2 separate regions of the Mus musculus genome follow, and region 1 is linked to region 2. A link is a contact called in public Hi-C data. All regions are on one chromosome and are shown on one strand. Each heading gives the region's core, a stretch centred on a gene start, on an enhancer-like site or on the middle of the called end of the contact. The rest is flanking DNA. Distances are from core to core; before and after follow the strand shown. Region 1 has its middle 11 kb from the start of Gm25401. Region 2 has its middle 50 kb from the start of 1700063D05Rik.

Region 1 (6,375 bases), core at 194-2,693, 70 kb after region 2:
GATGGTTCAGCCATTCCAAACTCTCTTTTTCTCTGGCTTAATCTAACATCTGAGAAATCCATTTGCTCTCTTTCTCGTACATATAAACACCTTGCAGTGTGTATGTGTGTTGGGGAGGGGGGCTCAGCTTTTTTCTTCCCTTAGAGAAAGCATGAAAACAAACAAAACAAGTCCCATGTCTGAACACTCCCAAAATTCTCAGAATTACAGAAAAGGAGGCACGTGTGAGTGACTGAATTTGTTCAAGAGCAGGAGGCAAGGAGATGTTTGTGTAACAACAGCCTCAGACAACAGGACCAACCAGAAGCACAGCATGGCTGTGTCATGGCTACAGGCCCTAGGAGAAGCTGGCTTTCTTGTCAGGTTTAGACAGATACCTTTTGTCAATCATGGATCAATGCTGGCCAGGCAAGCTTTGTCTCAGAGGCTTGCGAGGATAATGTTTCTTTGTAAGCGTAGTTTCTTTTGCCCTTTTAAACTCTAATGTCATTGTTTTTCAAACAAAACTCTGTGTGTGCTTTGCTGGAGCTTGCTGGATAAGTAAGCACTGTCATTTAAATGAGTATTTAATGTTATATAACTGTCATTTGGCACTTATAAACGGGAATCTGAAAATATCAGGTGGATAATAAAATAGATTTCAATATCATTCCTCAAAAAGGAAAGTGCCCTCTGTTTTTGTTGTGAATGCTGTCTGAGGCTTCCCTCCCCACGTCCCCTCTTCCCTGAGTAACAATCTTGTCTTCCAAGACCGTCAGAAAAATAGCCTATTTTTAAATTTTTAGACTTTCTGTCTTAGGGAAAGGGAAAATATTGTATGGAAAGCAACAGTGGCAGCCGCAGCAGCAACAACCACAACAATAAGAAATACCTGCCTTACAGTGTCGGCTGAATGCCCACGGATGCAATGCGCATGTTAGACACATCAGGCTAAAATGGATTCTAAGCGTATTCTTAGATTAGATTTAGTTACACAGCATTTTAGAGAGAGGTGACAGGTAAGCTTTCAAAACTGGTAGGCATTTTAGTTCATTGTAGCCAGAAGTTAAAAATAATTGCAATGAATTTTAAGTCACAAGAAAAACCTTCCTTCTGACCTGGCTCCCAGAGCTGGCTGGAGAAAGGCCTTTATCCAGGCATTTGGGACAGCTCTTTCTTTAGAGAAAAAGCCAGCCGTCTGTTTTTCTTCTCTCTGGGGTAGCTGCCATTTCGGACAGGCAGGCACAAAGCCGGGAACATAATCAAGGGCAGAGAAAACTCACCCCATGTTCTATTTGTCATGCTGACCCGCAGGTCATAACCTGAAAGTTTATGGATCAGGGAGACAAGGCCTCCCTGGAAGTCTGTTTTCTGGGCTTTGGCTGATGCTAAGTTCCTGACTTCTGAAAGAGGGGAGGGTGTGGACTTCCAGGGCTAGCCAGTGGGAAGGAAGTAATATTCATTAAGAGTGTCTCATGCAAGCCGCGCAGGCAAGCATGCTCAGTGTAAATTCTCCCGGAGTCTGTCAGCTATGTTTGAACTCAGTCCAGCAGGGCTGCCTTTACTTTTTTTTTTCCCTACCAGGAAGAATGCTCCATTACATTGTGCTTTGCCTCTCTCTCTCTCTCTCTCTCTCTCTCTCTCTCTCTCTCTCTCTCTCTCTCTCTCAGAAGATCAGTAACAATGTTATTTTCTGATCAGTTCAGTAATACAATGCCCTCTGATGTTCACACCAGCATCTCACTGGAGAAGAAAAGAATGTTGTTGGCTACCTGGGACCAGAAGACTTCTTAGGTCAGTAGAAGCTAATCAAGTACTCTCAAGGCTTCCAGAGTCAGGAGTCGTCTTTTCTTAGTAGTTCAGGGAACTGACAGCAATTTAATTGTCTTTTCAACTGGTGGGTGTTCATATACCAATATTTTTTTTCCCACGCGAACTATGGTTTTCTTATGCTAGAGTGATTTTCCAAAAACAGGGAAAGATATATCTTTGGATTAATTTGCATTTGAAAGAAACTTTTTTTTTTTGGTACAGGAGTTTTCTCTTTCTTCTTTCTCTTTCTTCTCTACTGCAAATTATATGTTTTTCAAGTAAATATTGTGGTGAACCGATGTAGCAGTCACAGTCAAATGTGGATGTGGTTTGCATGGCATTAATTCTTGGCAAGGGTGGCTTTCATGAAGTTAGCTTTTGTGCTGCCAAAGATAGAAGGGAGTTAGCTTATTTCTGTCATTGTTTCTGAAACTTTTGGTAGGTTTGGAGGCTGAATTGAGAACCCTTGGGGATGGGGGGGAGGGGGAGAGAGAGAGAGAGAGAGAGAGAGAGAGAGAGAGAGAGAGAGAGAGAGAGAGAGAAGAGCTTTTTTCCTGTTTAATGTGCAAAAAAATGTCTTTTTAAAAAAATATTCAACTCTCTGCTTCTCAGGAACGACTGTATCTTTTTAAGAGTATGTGTAGTGATAAAGTGTAGTTTTGGAGGGAGATAACCAGCAGAAGGCAGAGACAGTTTGTAATGAACAATTTAAATCAAGATCCTCATGGGAACTAGATGCAAGCCAAGAAAAATATCATGTGCTGTGAACTCACTGATTTACTGAGGTTTGCACCTTTAAATCTTTTTTTTTCTTTCTTTCTTTTTTTTTTTTTTTTTGAGAAAGTGGATCCAACTTTAAAGCATTGTTCTGTAACATCAGGTGATGATGATGTCACACTCAGCAGAGCAAGCAAGTGTGCAAAGACAGTTCCTTTAAAAATATCTGAGGGCTGGGCTTAGGAAACTACACGGCTTGAAGGGAGACTGTGTCCTGAGCTATTTTGCAATATTATGCACAAATCTTTAGAGCAAAGGGGAATTTTTTTTTCCTTTTCAAAGCAAAAGGGCAAGTTAAGTATTATTGATTTGTCTGGGATTAAATATTTGCTGGCATCCAGTACATCACAGGCTACCAATATGTAAGTCAGACGTGCCATCTATTCAGGGCACGTAAATGAAAGCTCTTGCATTTTCATAGGGTCAAATACGGCAGCACCAGCTCCTAATTACCCTCTGCTCCCAGGAAGGCCTGAGAGAGGCGGGGCGTGTGGTCAAAGAATGCATGGCCTGTGAGCTGACCTTGTTCTCTTAACTTATGTCTATCTGCTCTTAAGGGGCAGCAGGTGTGGAGAGCTGTGAGTCACAGGACCTCAGGGGAGATCAGGAGGGAGAGGCAGATCCACCCTGGCTGGGACTTATGCCCCCATCCAGTGCTCCAGAGAGGACTTCTGCTCTTGGATCTAGTCCTGGAGCTCTTTGAAAGCTGCATCTGCCTTTCTGTTTCTCCAAGTTAAGGTCGGTCTTCATGGATGGATGGGCTTTGTTTGATGAAGACCATTCTCTAAGGCAACAGTGAGGGTCCTTCAGGCTCCTTTGCTTCCCTCTAACTTATGGCACCTTTCTTGAGTGGTTTGATTGAAGGCGCAGACACTTTCTGGGGTGAAAAAACACAGGTCTTCCTGAAGGTGAGTGTGTGCATATGTGTGTGTGTTTATGTGCATGAATGTGTATGCATGGATGAGTGTGTCCATGTATGGGGGTGCTTGCATGTGGAGGTGTACATGTGCACATGTGTGTATGAGTGTGAGTGAATACATTCTGTGTGTACATGGGTGAGTTTATAAGTATATGTGTAAGTGTGGAAGAGTGTGTGTGAGTGTGTATGTGCCTCTGTAGCCTGGATTCTGAGACCTTGCTTCTTGGAAAGATTTGTATGAGTGGGGTTGTTGGTCTGGGTCAGGAACCTTTCTTATTGTACTGACATGTGATCAATATTTTGGAACTTTCTTCTGACTCTTTTGCCATTACTTACACTACTGCCTTCAGCTTCCTTCCCTCGTCATAACCAATGTTTTGAAGAATAGCACCAAAACTCTTAGAGGTACAAAAATAATCAAAGGCTATGCAATGGAGCAGAGATGGGCCTCCTGGTCGTCATATCTGGGTAAAATTTAGATTATAACAAGTGTAAGTGGGGGAGAGGAGTCTGAGTCTTGCATTCATTTTAAAAACTATATATCATTGATGTCCTAGTTTCTTTATTCCTAGTGTGCTGAGTGTGGATTCTAAGTTTAACCCACATCTCCATCCACTGGACTCTTGGGAAGGAAGGCATGGTAGATTTTATAGGAATAAGTGATTTGCATCAAACAATGTCTAAGTTAATGTAAGTTTAGATCCTTTAGGTCTAAGTTGCAGCTGCTTGGTAGTAGCATAATCTGTGTCTGCACTGTGGACTCAGTTTCCTTATCTCATGGCACACTTCTTAGACTGAACCCCCTGGTATCACATTATCATAAGCCTGAGAGGGTTTATGGGGCTTTACAGGTAACTCACATTTCTCCCTATTTTACTTCAGCATCATCCACTGACATAGATAGGTTTCCAGTAATGGGTTGAGAAGATAAAAACACAAAACCAAACTAGGTTGGGCCTATGGTGACATCAAAGGGTGTAGGTCTGAATGATTTTCCTGCTTCAGGTTGGACAGACTGCATGGGAACTCATAAGTTCCATGTCCCCAAGTTCAGAAGCGCAGCAGAGCTAGAACCTTTATAGCATGTCAGTTCCTTTACAAATGAGAAAACCACTTTCACTCATGGTTCTATGAAGAGGTTGAGGAGCTGGATTTGGATTCTCTTTGTTGAACCCCCAAATCCTGCTGAATGATGTTCTATGCAAACCCCTGGGCATTGCCAGGGTTCTTGGCATCTGTCTGTGCTCAGATATAAATGAGGAAACTAAGAGGTGACTGAGATGAAGCTATAACTTGGAACAAACCCTAAACTCTTGGGAGGTTGGTGTTGTTACTTAGTGACAACATAATAAAGTAAGTAATAAAGTAAGCACCAGTTATTCTCATTGTCCACACCAGGGTGGCTGTGGTGGGTCACCAGCAGTGGATGGATAGCCCTTGAGGGAAATTTGTTGACAGTACAAACTGTGTTAATGATAAAATGAGCTGGCTAGAACAAGTTCACTCCAGAGAAAGGATGTGAGAAGGTTGCCTGTGCAGATGTATACAGACTTAGCAGTACTGGTGAGCCAAATCTAGCTATCTTTTCTATGGTTCGTATGTTCATGAGAGGGTTTCTTGAATGGGAAGGTATGGATGGATGGCGGGTCCACACTTAAGATGGCTTCATAGATTTGAGGGGGACTGAAAACAAGCAGCATGCAGTTGTGTCAAGACCAAGTTTCTCTTCGGCACCCCTGGCCATTGTTGACTGGAGAGCCACAACACCCCTGCACTCCAGAGCTCCTGGGCTTTAGTGAGTGTAGTGGTGCAATAGAAAGATCCTCTTAGAGATGGAAAGATCAAGGGTCCACTTCCAAAGCAAATCGGTTGTTCCTAATGGAGTATTTTCTATACTGATAACTGTAAGGGTGCCCAATGTCAGGAAAGGGCCACTCTGCTTGGATCACACACCCTCCAGTCGAACCAATGCAGCATAGACGTACTTGGACTACCTACATGAATGTAGGCGATACAGGTCTGAGCAGGCTGATGGAAGTCCCAGATGTCTGCATTCAGTTCTTAACGTCTTTATCTTTTAACAGAGAGTTCTCTTTCAGAGGCTTTCCACAGCCTTTAGACAAGTTTGTACAGGAGTGGAGGGCCACTGAGGGGGAAGGGGACAGGAAGGAGGGAGTGTGGGTGGATTTTGTGAAGCTTTAGTAAGACCTTTCAAAGTTAAACCATCCAAAACTGCTGGCTAGATTTATGCCAACTTGATGCAGCTATAGTCATCTACACGAGGGAACCTCTACTGAGAAAATGCCTCCATTAGAGTGAGCTGTAGACAGGCTAGTCTCAAGAGGGTATTATTTGTTAGTGACTGATGGAGGAGGGGCCAAATCCTTGTCTTTGGTTCTGTAAAGAAAACAGACTGAGCAAGCAATAGAGAGGAAGCAGCACTCCTTCATAGGCTCTTCATCAGCTCCCGCCTCTGTGCTCCTGTCCTGTGTGAGTTCTTGCCCTGATTGCCTTTGATGATGAACTGTGATAGAGAAGTGTAAGCAAAATAAACCCTTTCTTCTTCAGCTTGCTTTTGGTTTTGGTCAGGGTATTTCATCATAGCAAAAGTGAATCTAAGTAAGAAGCAGGTTTCAGGGGAGGAAACCTGTTCTAAGAGAAGTGTGTATGCTGTATATACGGCCATAGAAGCACCATGAAGTCACTGACGTGGTAGCATAGGCTACACTGGCTTTTAAAGCATGTGAGTGTGAGTGTGTGTGTGTGTGTGTGTGTGTGTGTGTGTACACGTATGTATGTCTCTGTCTATATGTGTCTGCATCTGTGTGTCTATGTACATATCCACACACATACTGTGCACTTGGAGGCTAGAGGGTGACACTAGATAC
Region 2 (5,919 bases), core at 2,864-5,363:
ATATTCCATCTTTGCTATCTTAGCTCTTCCCCGACTCTTACATGACTGGTCCTCTGTCTTCTGCAGCTCCCAAGTCTCCATCTTACTCCTTTCCTGGCATGGCAATTTTCCTTCTTCTCCTGTCCCCCAGCACAAGAATCCTAAAGTCCCATCTCTATCTCCCTGCCCAGCCTTTAGTGGCTGGCAACTTTATTTACCAATCAGAACCCAGTGGGGGCAAGGACCCTCGACGTCTTACATGCAGGATTCTCGTGCAATTTTGGGAATTCAGTTAACATAATACAAGCATTCAAGCAAATCCAACGCACTCCTCAGACAAGATTATTCTAGCTCTGACTAGGGTTAACCCGAAGGGATGTCCATCACAGTTACAGACTGAAGCAGCAGATTGCTGAGCACAACATTTAATAATGTTGTAGGCTTTAGTGAATCACATCTCTGTATCTGAGGATGTCAGTGCATGAACACAGAAATTAAGATGGACAAGGACATACACTATCCTTAGTGTATAGCTATCATTATTGCTTCATTGACCATGTTGGGCTGTGGTTCTCACTTAAATTGGTTATGAGAAGACTAAGATATAGCCTTGACTGAAAAACAAATGACCTTCATGTGAAGGTTGAGAAGCACTGACCTGACCTTGCTCCATATGAAGTGATTCAGAAGTGGGTTTTATGTTTAAGAAGCTATGCACTCAAACTCAGTCAAAACTGCATAGCCTAATTGTGCCTCCGGCATTACTTAGTTGTGTAAGCACTAGGAGGTTAGCTGAGAGATAAGTTTCAGATGATCTGTACTAGTGAATAGATAGAAGTTACATATGAATACAGTATGCATAGCCTATATGTATTACACAGTGGTACACATGCATAGAAGTGTATATAGTATATATTTGATATATGGACATATATTTCTATATGGATACTATATGGTTAGTTCAGAAACAAGTGAGTTTGTATTAATAATGCCTTTGTCTATGTTTTGGTCATTTCTTTTGCTTTTTCTAAACAGAAGTCATTGGTTAAAAGTTAACAGCCAGGGGATACTTCTCTGGTGCAGAACAGAAGGAGGCGGTCTTATAATTGACCTCTGGCTGGGACACAGGCTTCATGAACCTCTGGTGAGGAGGATGTGGGTAATGACATCTGTTCATCTCTGTCCATCAGATTCCAAGTTCCTGGAATTTCCCTTCATCGAAGTTTAATACACTGACATAGTCAGGGGCCTCTAACAGGCAAATGTGAACTGTAATTTATAAGGAGAAAACTGAAGTAAACCAGGCCTGGAGCCATTGATCTCGACCTGAAAACCCTAGCAACAAGGACTTTGCACTACGATTGCTCAAAGTTACAGAGACCAAGTCTGAGAAGCCAGTGGCATAGTCCATCCTCATTCCAAGTTTATCTGTTCTTCTCTGCTTTGATCTGGACACTGCTTCTGATAGTGTGTGAAGTGTGGAGGCTTGAATGCAATACCTATGGGAAGCCAACTGCCCAGGGTTCAAGTGAGGGAGGCACTGGGTGAGCATAAGAGATCTGGCTTCCATTTTATTTTTTTGAGACAGAGCTTCAGTGTATATGTAGCCTTGGCTGACCCAGAACTCTCTATGTAGACCTTATTGACACAGAATTCAGAGATCTGCCTCGAGAGTACTGGGGTTAAAGGCATGAGCCTAGCACAACTTGTGAAGGGATAGGCTGGCTCCTTCAGTCTCTGGACTCTCCCTGAACTTCAGGTTCAGGTCTCACTATGATCATTCTTACTATTATAGAGGCTTGATGACCCAGCATGGAGAGATAATGGGGGAGGAGACTCTCTCAGAGGCAAAGGGGAGGGAATTGGGGAAAGACTTCTTTGAGGGGGTACCATGAGGGATCAGCATTTGGGATGTATATAAATAAAATAATTAGTTAATAAAAGAAGAAAAAGAAAAAAGAATCAGATTGCTTAGATGGATTTAGCGATGTGCCGAGGTTGACTCACAAAGGCCCCCAAGAGCCACCATGTCTGTTAAGGTTTAGGAAGTTTGCCCATCAGTTACTAAATGTGGCCATTCTTACAACTTAGATTGTGTATACTCACAGTGTTACAAATTATATTAAAACAAAAATGATAGGACTGGTACGTTGGCTCAGAAGGAACGTGCTACCGAGTCTGGTGAACTGAGTTTGACCCCTAGAACTCACATGATGGAAAGAGAGAACTGAGTCCCACAGGTTGCCTTCCGACTTCCATAGGTGTCATACATGCAAGTGCATGTGTACACACGTGCATATGCACGTGCACACACATGCACACACCCAGACACACAAGTAATAATTGTCCATCCAGTGTCCTCTTCTGTTTATTTTACTACATTTCAATATTCCCCATATGCTTGAAGTTGCTTCTACACTGTAATGTAGATATTGCTCAAGTCTCCCCAAATCCGTCTTCAGAAGCAATCTCATTGGTGGTTAGAAACTAGCTATTCTGGGCCACAAGGTAGCACGCCAGGCTCACGGGGAGGCTTGCATGCAGGGGGTTATGCTGTGGCCAAGCAGCTCAGACCTGCAGCTCGAGTACTGTCTGCAGTAAGCTGTAGGTAAGTTATTTTCCATATCATTGTCATACTGTGTGCACAGGCTTAACAGCCTACAGGGATAACCACACATATGGCTCAGGGTGGATGCAGGTTTATACACCAGAAGGGCTGTGCAGGGATGGGTGCTTGGAGCTGGTGTGCTCTCACTGTAGACATGAGGACGAGAGTTTGGCAGAAATCTATGAATGAACTCATGCTAAGAACCGGCTTCTACACAAACCTTATGATAAAGAGTGTTATATTTATATTGTATGAAACAATAGACTTACATAGTATTGGTAGTATTATATCATTATTTGTAAATAGTTCACTATACTATAGCCCAAATATGTCAGTAACATTTTGCTAGATACTTATTTTATATCATCTACCTTATCATTCTCTTATCTATCTATCTATCTATCTATCTATCTATCTATCTATCTATCTATCTATCTATCTATCTATCTATCTATCATCTATCTATCCATCATCTATCTATCTATCTATCTATCTATCTATCTATCTATCTATCTATCTATCTATCTATCTATTTATCTATCTATCTATCTCCACCTACTCATCTAAATAAAAATATTTAAAAAATCTGTTAACATTTATCAGGACACTGCCAGATGCCTTTCATTACAGAGTTTCTTATCCACAAGGTTACCTGGGGTTAGGTGACAGAATGAAGAAAAAAAAAGCAGACAGAACATCTCAGTGAGTCCTATACTGTGAGTGTTGCAGACGTGAAGTGAAAAAGAGGAATTCATACATGATTCAGGGACTCAGTGCAAGACAATGTAAGCCCATTAGTATGTTGGAAGGCAGTCTGAGGTGTACATATTTCCTACCTTTAATTTCCCACCACAGATGTGAATCCCTGAGAATTAACACAGGCACTATCCCAGAATCTCGAGTTGCCCAGAGCAGCAGCTATGGGGAGGATCAAGGGATTAGAAAAGAAAGCAGCGTCCCCTTGGTTTTCTCTTTCTCTTTCCTGCAAAGTATCTAATTTACTTGTTAGAGCCAACCACACATTGTTCGTCCACACTGTCTATTTTTTTAGTCTTAATTGATACTAATTAAAATCAAAATAAAATTACGGCTGTAACACTTGGCTGGGGATTTGATCTGCTGCCAGCATGCCTGAAACCAATGCAAGTTACTATATAAACACTCCCGTGTTGAAACTCCAGGTATTTTAAAAGCGAATCTCTCTCTCCCCCCCCCCTCTCTCTCTCTCTCTCTCTCACACACACACACACACACACATGGCATGCTTATTCTCTAACTCTTTCCCAGATTCTATTCTGGAACATAACAAAAACAAAGTTTAACTTTTTTATTGAGGTGTATAGAGCTTTCATTCATTTATAATCAAAAGGTAAACTTGGTGAATATGAATGGACATAGATAGAGATCTAGGATCAGGAAACCAACTGTCTCTCATGTGGTGCTAATGAGGCCAGGCTCCTGGGTTCTGCATTCTCATAAGCTGGTTATCTGGATGGAAACCCTGATTCACAATTATGGGTGGAGACAACGGGTGGAGGTGCTTGCAGCTATGACAGTAACTCATTTGGGGATAGGGAAAGATTGTCTGAATGACTCACAGTGAACTGGTTCTTGCCATTCCAGGAAGATAACTCAGAGGTCTTTTTTTGGAGTCCAATTCTTAACTATCTCCTTTGGTGTGCTATTACACAACTGGAGATAGCTATCAATTGGATAATGCTATAGCCTAAATCTTACCTAAAGAAGATAGGTGGAAGTGCCAAGAGGTCATGAGCTAAAAAAGAGATATTCAGAGTTAGATGTTGGTGTTCAACCACAGTGTAATAACCCCCACGCCATGTTAGATAAAATGCGAAATCCCTCGTATTTATATGCTCTTACATAATCTTCGTAACAGTTGATAAGGTTGGAGATGCTAAGAGTGTTGTTATCAGTTGCCATCTGTAGCCTATTATGGAGATTTCCATACTTGGCTGTAATCTACCTACATGATGTTTCCTATAATGTATCTTAAAAGTGTCCTGACTCATGATTTTCTTTATTTTATTACTATATAAACTTGTCAAAATGGTCCTAACACTGGAATGTGGTGTTTTGAAGCAACCTGAATCTCTATTCCTGAGCCATGCTCACTCTTTCCTCCTCTGGAATAAGCTATCTCTCATTCACTTACGTGGTTGCCTGGGCGTCATAATATGATCTAATGATAAGTGGTAGAATAGCATTTCCATGTGATCTTCTAAAGCTATTATTATTACTATTTTTGAGAACTTCATACGTGAGTTTATTTGTGTCATTTCTACCTTATACTCTCCCTCCTCCAACTCCAATATATGTATGTGTATATGTAAACACAGCCAGCTGCATACATTTAGTGTTTCTGATATGCATATGTGTTTAGTGCTCATCACTTGAGATTTGATAACCTGTCAGGGGGTTCATTGTTGGAAAACACTGATTCTTTTCCTCTCACCAGCCATCAATCACTTATAGCTCTTTATCTAGGGGTGGAGCCTTGTGAGATTTCCCTGGTTCACACTGGCATGTCAACCGGTATTGTCATCATTCAGGTCTTGCTTAAATCAACTATCATTAATATTTCAACTTCCCTGTCATGTATAGAAGACACTCTTTGGTAGCAGATATCCTGATCCCCTGGCTTTTACAACCTTTTGCTCCCTCTTCCATGATGCTCCATGAGCCTTAGGTATAGAAACTGTACTGTAGATGTTAACAGCTGCAGGGGGAAATTGGCATATTGAGGAATTGTGGGATGTGCAATAGTCTCCATCTGCTACAGAAAGGAGCTTCTTTGATGGGGGAGTGAAGGGGTAAAATGTGCTCTCATCTGTGACCTATAAGGACAGGTATTTAGAATGCAGTGGGGAATTATACTGATTGGGGAATTATACTGATTTCGGAAAGCAGAGGAGCTAGGTTCTTCTCTGGGGTCCATGACTTTACCAGCCTCAGGTAGTTGGCTATGTTTATAGTACCAGACACAAATTCCCACCTATTAAGAGGTATTTATGTCTGGTTAGGTGGCTGTTTGTTACTACCAAGATTTAAGTGCTATTGGCATATACTTGGGTATGACTCCCAAACAATAAAGACTATCGCTCTTGGTTGCCTCCAGGAACTTGCAGAAGTCACCACACGTTGGACAAATGATTTAAAGGGCTGGAACTGGTCTGGAAGCTTCCAACTTGAGGACTGGCTTTCCTAGCATCTGAAAGGGCTGAAAGAACTTCCAAGGGAGGAAAGCAATTAATATTCCTATTTAGCCGTAAAGCCCACGAACCACAATGACCAGCACAGCACAGGCCCATTTG

Evidence for each region. A called contact is a pair of places that touch in the nucleus more often than the background predicts.
Region 1: a Hi-C map of adipose-derived mesenchymal stem cells shows a contact between it and region 2, with 1.8 times the contacts expected there. The contact joins two enhancer-like sites. A contact is called at or near these places in 1 of 15 datasets of contacts at CTCF or cohesin (the NIH/3T3 cell line), 1 of 484 Hi-C or Micro-C datasets (adipose-derived mesenchymal stem cells) and 2 of 115 datasets of contacts at active chromatin or transcription factors (embryonic hindbrain and vascular smooth muscle cells).

Annotation. Positions count from the first base shown.
Region 1 is chr9:41,325,603-41,331,977 of GRCm38.p6, forward strand. No RefSeq gene overlaps it. Among named protein-coding and RNA genes, the nearest start is that of Gm25401, 11 kb to the right of the region's middle. Within about 2 kb of position 1,444, at least 122 of the 459 cell types and tissues checked have an H3K27ac peak or open chromatin away from gene starts, as enhancers often do. A contact at or near this core is called in adipose-derived mesenchymal stem cells, where this site is marked.
Region 2 is chr9:41,253,303-41,259,221 of GRCm38.p6, forward strand. No RefSeq gene overlaps it. Among named protein-coding and RNA genes, the nearest start is that of 1700063D05Rik, 50 kb to the left of the region's middle. Within about 2 kb of position 4,114, at least 11 of the 459 cell types and tissues checked have an H3K27ac peak or open chromatin away from gene starts, as enhancers often do. A contact at or near this core is called in adipose-derived mesenchymal stem cells, where this site is marked.